3 separate regions of the Mus musculus genome follow, and all the other regions are linked to region 2. The links are chromatin contacts, called in public Hi-C and HiChIP or PLAC-seq maps. All regions are on one chromosome and are shown on one strand. The core of a region is the stretch at or near the end of the contact, and the rest is flanking DNA. Distances in the headings are between cores, read along the strand shown.

The links. A called contact is a pair of places that touch in the nucleus more often than the background predicts. HiChIP or PLAC-seq counts read pairs in DNA pulled down with a chosen protein or histone mark.
Region 1: a Hi-C map of the N1E-115 cell line shows a contact between it and region 2, with 5 times the contacts expected there. The contact joins the enhancer-like site here to the promoter of Arhgef28 in region 2. A contact is called at or near these places in 13 of 39 promoter capture datasets (3T3-L1-derived adipocytes, the HPC-7 cell line, the SN4741 cell line and 8 more), 1 of 484 Hi-C or Micro-C datasets (the N1E-115 cell line), 4 of 115 datasets of contacts at active chromatin or transcription factors (cardiomyocytes, embryonic stem cells and fibro-adipogenic progenitors) and 4 of 9 other capture datasets (adipose tissue, liver, macrophages and 1 more).
Region 3: an H3K27ac HiChIP or PLAC-seq map of extraembryonic endoderm stem cells shows a contact between it and region 2, with 6 times the contacts expected there. The contact joins the enhancer-like site here to the promoter of Arhgef28 in region 2. A contact is called at or near these places in 7 of 39 promoter capture datasets (the SN4741 cell line, cranial neural crest, embryonic stem cells and 2 more), 2 of 15 datasets of contacts at CTCF or cohesin (both in the NIH/3T3 cell line), 6 of 484 Hi-C or Micro-C datasets (the 3T3-L1 cell line, the F1.1 cell line, differentiating embryonic stem cells and 3 more), 4 of 115 datasets of contacts at active chromatin or transcription factors (embryonic stem cells and extraembryonic endoderm stem cells) and 1 of 9 other capture datasets (pancreatic islet).

Annotation. Positions count from the first base shown.
Region 1 is chr13:98,059,020-98,061,719 of GRCm38.p6, forward strand. The region is part of intron 4 of Arhgef28 (Rho guanine nucleotide exchange factor (GEF) 28); the gene reads right to left. Among named protein-coding and RNA genes, the nearest start is that of Gm34469, 110 kb to the right of the region's middle. Within about 2 kb of position 1,317, at least 3 of the 459 cell types and tissues checked have an H3K27ac peak or open chromatin away from gene starts, as enhancers often do. A contact at or near this core is called in the N1E-115 cell line and epiblast stem cells, where this site is marked.
Region 2 is chr13:98,204,852-98,207,586 of GRCm38.p6, forward strand. It overlaps Arhgef28 (Rho guanine nucleotide exchange factor (GEF) 28), which reads right to left and starts at 1,314. Exons shown (of 36, transcript NM_012026.2): 1 at 1,222-1,314.
Region 3 is chr13:97,954,438-97,957,139 of GRCm38.p6, forward strand. It overlaps Arhgef28 (Rho guanine nucleotide exchange factor (GEF) 28), which reads right to left. Exons shown (of 36, transcript NM_012026.2): 24 at 2,089-2,206. Among named protein-coding and RNA genes, the nearest start is that of Gm34388, 62 kb to the left of the region's middle. Within about 2 kb of position 1,399, at least 4 of the 459 cell types and tissues checked have an H3K27ac peak or open chromatin away from gene starts, as enhancers often do. A contact at or near this core is called in extraembryonic endoderm stem cells, where this site is marked.

The sequences.
Region 1 (2,700 bases), core at 67-2,566, 150 kb before region 2:
AATTAACATGGTGGACCTCATTATCACTGCCAATATTATATATAACATATATAGCATGTATATGTATGAGATAGATATAGATATATAACTTTAAATACTTTGGGATGCGTTACATTATCTAATAAAGAAACCTGTATCTTACATCCCATGACAAACTCATGGAATGGCTGTTTTGGGAGGATTAGAGGTGTAGCTTTCCTGGAGGAAGTATGTCACCAAGGGCAGATTTTCAAATGACTGGTGACATTTTGAGTTAGCTTTCCCTGCCTTCTACTCGTGAATTGAGATGTGAGCTCTCAGCTGTTCTTGCTACTGTGCCTTTGTTTTGCGATCATGGACACTAGCTTTCTGTAACTGTAAAACTGATTAAACTCTTTCTTTTCTAAGTTGCCTTGGTCATGCTGCTTTGTCACAGCAAAAAAAAAAAAGAAGAGAAGAAAGAAGAGAGAGAAGAAAGAAAGAAAGAAAGAAAGAAAGAAAGAAAGAAAGAAAGAAAGGAGAAAAGGGAAAATAGTTAGATAATAGTATTATAACAATAAAAATAAATTACAAGGCCAGTGAAAAGGCCTGGTGGATAAAGCCTGGTGGCCAGAGTTTTGTCCTTAGGACCTCCATGATGAAAGGAGAATTTTCTGACATCCATACATGCACTTTAGCACATCCAGGAACACTAAATCAATCAATCAATCAATCAATCAATTTCAAAAATTAGCTAAAGAATTAAACACACAGACACACCAGATACACACACACACACACACACACACACACACACACACACACATACACACACCACTAAAGAACAGGATTTCTAAAAACAGGCAAACACTCAAGACTTTTAACTTTTGGAAACAGATTAGTTGCTTTCACACAGGATTGCTTTCAGCAGGCCCAGCTATTCACTGTGACAGTTATTCATCACTACGAAGAAATGCATTGAGTACATATTCATATGTTCTTCATGGCTTTGGTCTGAATGGGAAAGAGTGTGCTTTTGAAGGCCAGTAGCCAGGGGTGGGTAAAAATGTTCTTGAGCTCCTATCACCCTAAGCTAGAGACCTCCATCAAAAGCTAAGTTTGTTGTCCATGACGGTTAAGAAGGAACAATATAGACACTAACCTAAGACAGGCACAGCCACCTAACCACTCTATTCCCTAGATGGGATTATAGAAAACAAGTAAATCTTGTGCCCCTGTCCAGCTCATCTTTTAAAAAAACAAAAAAGGGGGAATTGTGCCCTTCCCCCAGCCTTGAGTAGGCTAAACAAACCCATGATGGTTTTACAACCTAGCTGGGGTCACATGACCTCTCCGCATTTGCAATTTCCTAAAGGAGCTTTGAGGAGTTGACTGCCTACTGAGCTGGCTTTGCAACTCAATCCAGCTGAAACAAAGGATGGGTCTGTGGGCTTTCCCTATATAAACACAGTGCTGAAAATTAAACTTTTGAGCCTTGATCAGAAACCTTTGTCTTGGCTTCATCTTTCTCTTGCACTTGTCCTTTTTCATTTTCATCTCCCCTTTCAGGTAACCCAGTTAATCCATGGCTGCTGGACAGCTACACCTCCCCACAATTAAATCAGGACATCTAAAGAAAGGTGTGAGCAACCACATTTCTTAGCGACTCTAAAACAAAACCAGAGTTGGGGTTCTGCCTCTTGAAGTCAGTAAGTGTTTATCAAAATACATCCCTAAGGTCTGCCTTCTAGAGTACAGCTTTCCCAATCTGCTCTGAAGAACTGTGATCAATTAAAAATAATATTACCAAAGGACACAAGTGACTAAAGCCCTCTGAGTTTAGCAAGTTCTTTTTCACTGAAAGTGCTAACTATTAATCCAGGAAATGGTTTAACCACTTAGCAAAAGGTTAAAACTAACACTGGATAAGAATAAAAAATCTAAAAGCAAATGATACTTTTAAAACCTTTAAAAACACAGGCACATTCAGGAACTGGATTCAGTAATGTTTTACAACTTCTGAGGGAAGCCACTATAGGAAGGCATTCAGCATAGTAAGTTTTTGAAGACCAACAGCTTTTCATTCACACAAATCCAATTCATTAAAACAAATTCTACTCCAATTTCCCAAGCCGCACAATCATGCAAGTCTCAACTTGTGTTCCCAAGTTATGCATCAGAAAAATATTAAATAAGAGTATTTCTATGTGCCAAACCCAAGTGTAGATGGACATGGCCCCTCCCTGTGAACAGTACATACCCATTTGTGTTCAAAATAAAATAAAGCCTGTCTGTAAAATCATTGTCTGGTGAAGTACAATCCTAAGTCTTAGACACAAAGACTGTATGAGGAAATAAGAAAACCATTCAGCCAATAAGAAAACTTATCTGTTTGCCCAACCTAAACGGTATCATGACTCGGAATGTTTACAAAATGCCAAGTACAAAGAGAAAAATGTACAGAAACAAGAGGAAAGTGAGATAAAAAGTTGTCATGGACAGCACACACACAGGCTCTGAGATGTTTGCAAGGTTGTCAGAGAAACTAATACAATGGGCCACGCAGAACAGCATATTCCACAGTTTAAGTCGGCTCAGGGCTCTAGCGGTAAATATATAACCGGCCTTCAATACAGAAGGTGGGATGCTGGTGAATCTAAAGTAGGAATCACAACTACAAATGTGCTTATTAGAAAGAAACAGAGCATCATAAAGAACAGTTGACCAACATGGCAGCCATAA
Region 2 (2,735 bases), core at 64-2,563:
GTTCTCTTCCTTCAAACACTCCAAAGGAGTTAGCGCTACTATTCATCAAGATTAGACAAACACCTATTTGTTTTAACATTCACATAAAAACTCAAAATAGAGCTATGGAAAGCTTCCCAGGAAAGGTTATCAGAGCTTGAATTATCGTGTTCAAAGTGGTTTCCACAGAGCCTAACTAGGGCAAGCCTTTGATTTTGTTTGTGTTGTTGAGAATAGAATTTCATTTTACTGAGACAGCTTCAGGGTCTAGGAACACGAGAGGGCAAAGTACAGAAAAGCAGTGTGTCCGTTCTTTATAACTGTAATTCTTGACTGCTTGGTGCAGAATCGAGTGCTCAATCTCTACAACTTGGAGTGTGTAGAGGCTGGCACTTGAGCAGGGGTCAGGGAGTCAGATGCTAGCAAACACAGATGTTACCCTTCCCCTGGGCCCACCCAGCTGCAACCAATAGGCAGGCTCTGTGGGCTCCTAAAGTAGTCTCCCTTAGAAACCTAACTGGTGTCTGGGAAACCAGAGCTGGGTTTCCTGGGTGGTCTGAACACCCAGCGTTCACAGAGCTCACAGCAAGCGAGAACGCCTTCTCCACCTGTGACCCCTACCACCCACAACCGAGTATTCCAGAGAAACTCATGGCACAAGCGCACGGATTCCCACCCAATGCTAAAAGCCCCTCCCAAACAAGATGACCATAGATGCTTTTATAAACTCAGCAAACGTTTCCACAAGAAATAAATGTCCTGAACTTGAGACTGACCAGCAGTCTGGGGTACATCCCACACACACACCAAGCATATAGGTGAAGCTGGCCAGAAACACAGATGGGAAGAGGAGAACCAGGCTCTCGAGGTTCACCCTTCTCCAGCCGCCTGCCTCTGATTTCCATCGCTTGCAACTAGCTTTGGTTGAGCTCCGTCACCCTCTGCCCCCTCCCACCCCGCTTGCCCGAGAGGGTGAGGGGTGGCCGCTGCCTCCCGTTTGCGCTTCACAGCTGCTGCCTCCGACCCGGCAGCGCCATGCACTTGTTGCCATCCCCAGGTACCAGGAGGCGGCGCCCATTCCTCGGGCTGCCCAGCCGACAGAGTGCAGCCTTTCACCACCTCTGCAGACCCCTGCGTCCTCGGGGACCCTAGAGAAACTTTGTCCCCTGAGAACTCCGGTGGGCAAACTTCGCCCAGGGCTGCGGGGAGACAAGAGGGATGGCTCCCGTAATCCGCCTTTACCTGGAGCTGTGGCTCGGGAACGCCAGGAGCCCTGGCCAGGCGCTGTCCCCGAGGCCTGCCGAGGGCGACCCGCCGGCCAGCGTCGCCCGGAGCGGGGAAGCCGGTCCCCAGCTGCCCACGCCCCTCCGCTCCGCTGGCCGCACCGAGGGGCGGAGCCGCAGCTCCCCCCACCCCACCCCACCCCCGCTCGCCCGCCCGCCGCGCCCACAGCTGGGGCCACCCCCTGCGCCCCCTGGTCCCCGCCTGCCCACCTCTGGCCAGCCGGGCTCGTCGCCGCCTCATCACATGGCCGCGCCCGCCACCAGCTCCAGGAGGAAACCTGAAGCTGCTGCGGCTCCGCCGCCCCCTCCCTTCGCGGGGCGGCGGCCGGTCGCCTCGGCTTTCCTCCGGCGGCGGGCACGGAGCGGGACCTGCTGGGCCAGGGCAGGGTTGCACCCTAGCGGCGGCGGCGCCCGCTCGCCCCGGGGGCCTCCACGCCCTAGTGGCGCCGGAGGAAGGAGCTGGCCGGTCGGCTCCTAAAGGGAGCCGTGCCAGGCCAGAGGGAGGCTCGGGTTGTCCTCAGCTCAAAGCCACCACACCCGGGACATAATAGTGCCCGGGTCTGTTACAATAGGAAGTACTATTTTAAAACAGCCGACTCCCTCTAATTCATGAGGATGATGGAGGTTCCTCTGGCCCAAAGCTTTGCAGGCTCGATTCCCTATGCGTTTATGCAAACAGGTGCCTAAACGGCACCAACATTTGTTTGTTTGTTTTTGAGAAAGCCATAGCCACTTTTACAACACCTAACAATGTGAAAGGACCCCTTGGATCTTAAAGCACTGAGGCACTTAGCACTGAGTTGTCCCGAGTGAAAAGTCTCGCCATTGTACAGCTTACTATAAAATAAGCTTAAGATGATTATTCCAGCTTTAAAGATAAAATTAAGCGTCTACTTTTCTAAGTTCCTTTAATATTACCTTTATTTTTCTCAAGAAGACAGACCGACTACATGGACAGGAGAGATGTGTTGGCCCGTCCCAAACCATCACTGCCAGATGCCCTGGGCCACCCTCCTAACATACCTGTTTAACCAGAGCCTAAAGAATGGCAGGATGGCAAAAAAAAACCAAAAAAACAAAAAACAAATCAAACAAAAACAAAAAAACAAAACCCAGGGTCTGAGGTCTTTAGCCCTGTCTTAGGGCAAACGCTGCCCTTCCTTCTTTATAAAGGACCTGACATTGGCCTTGCAGTATTGACACTTGTATTCATATCCTCTGATGTCACACTGCAGAACCTTAGGTCCCAAAGAAGAGTGTTCTCCACTGAAGAACTACGAAGTCCCGAAGATAAAAAATAAAAGCAATAACACTTTTCTCGAACATCAATATTTTCAATGTGAAAAAGTCAACTGGAGATTGGCTGAATCAACACACCACACACAAGTAGTTTTCAAGCCTGTTAGCGGAAAAGTTTGTAAAAGAAGCCTTTGTTGATCCCTCTGTTGCTGTTGTTCTTTTGTTTCTTTTTCT
Region 3 (2,702 bases), core at 149-2,648, 250 kb before region 2:
TCTCTCTCCCTCACTCCCTCCCTCCCTCTCTCTCTCAGCTTCTCATCTGCAGATACAAATGTAGCCTCCTGCCTCATGCCCCGACTGCCACGCCTTCCCTGTCATGACAGACTGTGAGACAAAATTAACCCTTTCTTCTTGAAGCTCCTTCTTATCTGGTATTTTGTCACAGCAAGAAAAAAAGTAGCACATATTATATGCTACCTGTCTATCTATCTATCTATCTATCTATCTATCTATCTATCTATCTATCTATCCATATATGTATATATGTGTAATATAATTATAGTATATTATATAATGAATATATATTATATGTAATATAAGCAGAGGCTATGTTTGGCGTAACCTGGGCACTCCTCCCTTCCTAGAAACAGGTAAGTTACCCCATGCTGTATTTCTAACGACTGAAGCCAGCTGTGGGGCCAAGCTCATGTCCTCTGAAATGGAGCCACAGGGTGATTTAAATGGCCCAAGACTCATTTGTCTTCTGGGTTCTTAAAAAAAAATTATTCAAAATTATATTAGCATAAAATTGAGGATCTTAATGTTATAATTAAAATGTTCTTGACCTATCATTTTTTCTTCTGATCTTGAAAGTAAAGAAAAACATTTTGAGGTCCCAGGCACTGAGCCTCACAGAAGTCAGCCAGGCTTTGCATACAGAACAGACTGTAGCTCCCGTTACTCTTTAAACCAACGGCCACTCCTCTCACCTCCAGGCTGTCTTAAGAAAAAGGTCTGGAGGAGTTCCAGAGACTGGGTTCTGGAAACGGCAGATGGAAGGGAATCTGGCTACTTTGGGGGGATTTGATGATAAAGATCAGCTAGTTGATATTTGCTCAGGGGCCTGAGCCTGAAGAGCGAAGAGGAAGGGAGGAAGAGGGAGGGAAAACCAGAAAACTGGCAGAGAAGCCAAAGGCTCTCCGGAGGCTCCAGCTGAAGAAACACGTGTTTAGAAAGAGCAGTGAGGAGAGCAGAATTGGTCCTCCAGAGTCTCTTCCTTTAAGGTTTCCAGTGCACACACAGATGCTGGGAGCGCTATCAGAACACCCACAGAGCACACCCGATCCCCATAGTTCAAAGGGGATCGCTGTCTTCCAAAGAACACACCTCACTCCTTGACAGCGCCTTTCTAGTCTTTATAAGGAAATTTACTTATAAAGAAACTACTTCAAAACTAGGAAAGAAAAGTGAAGTTGAATTACCAGATGACCCAGAGTAACTACCAGAGAAGGTTCAAAGTCTTACAGATCACTCTCTCCCAATGATTCACAACCCAAAGGTAACAGCACCGGCCTCCGTGGGGGTCTTTTCAAATTCTCCCCGACCCCCAGCTCTACTCACACCCACTGACTCAGAATCTGCATGTGGACACACCCCCTTGTGAAGGACAGATAGTGAGGCTGAGGACCGCTCCCATTAACAGTTGTGAGAACCGATGGCCAAGGCTCCGGAAGGCTCAGGATTGGCCTTTGGCAATGCCTGCTCGGAGGAGGGGGCATCTGTATGCTATCTCGATGACTCTGCCAAGATGTCACAGACGCAGCTCCCACTGCTAAGGGGAGCAGATCACTGCTGCTATCTAGTCTACCAAGAACTTGGCATGGGAGTGAACCCTGGAGTGAGACTAATTGACTAACATTATCTGACACAGTTTAGTTCCTGGGATATCGTAGAACCTTAAGAAAATCCGCACAATGCAAAATGAAAAGCCCTATTGTTTTTTATTCATTCTCTCGCTGAGAGCAAAAATCTATGCTGCTATCTCCAAACGCTATTTTTATGTTCTCTCATGCATTAAGTTCTAAAGAAGCATAAAATAAAAGTGGCAGAAGGAAAGGACCAAATTCTGCAAGGTCTCTGATCATCACACGTATGCCGTGCATACTACTTCCCAACCACAGAATAAACGGGATTAAAAATAAAGTAATTTCCCAAAAATGAGTTACAACTCGAGGCTTTAAAAGCTTGCTCACAGGGAGAGCATTTGTGAGTGGAAGAACTCAGCACTCAAGGCTCTTCGGGACCCCTCAGTTGTGACTAAAACTCACAAGACAGGGAAAGGTCCCAGAAATAATCTCTCACCCTTGGTGTACTGCAGGATCCTTTCCACCAAGACTGGGTACTTTGTGATGCGCTGGGTAACTAGCAGGATGCACTCCGGGATTCCGCGGCGACGAGCCAACAGGTTGCTATTTCGGATCTTGAAAAGAATATACATTTTTATACACACCACTCACCATTAATTAAACTGTACACATAACCATTGAATTTTGTACTTTTGACATTTACCACTATAGTTGAGGTGGGAAAACATTTCAAGACATGCTGATCTGCAGTACCTCTAATTCCCAAATGAGCAAACACGGGGTTCAGGAGTAGGCTTTTGAACAACAATGGAAATCTGAGCATGCCCACTATCTGCTTTGCTAACATGTCTCCCTCCACCTTTGCTATCACACACTGTGGCACTTAAAGTCCCTTCTCACAGAGCAATCCTTTTCTTAAACATTTCAAAAATATTCTCTAAGTCTTCAAGGCCCATTGTACATATCTATGAAAAGAAACCAGAGGAGAATCTGGTAGAACTCACAAAATGACAGATAAAAAGGTAGGAACCCAGAAGGTTGGAGACATTTCTTCCATTAGATAAAAGTGAAAGGTGGAGGAAGAAGGGAGGAAGAGAATTCTACTGAAAG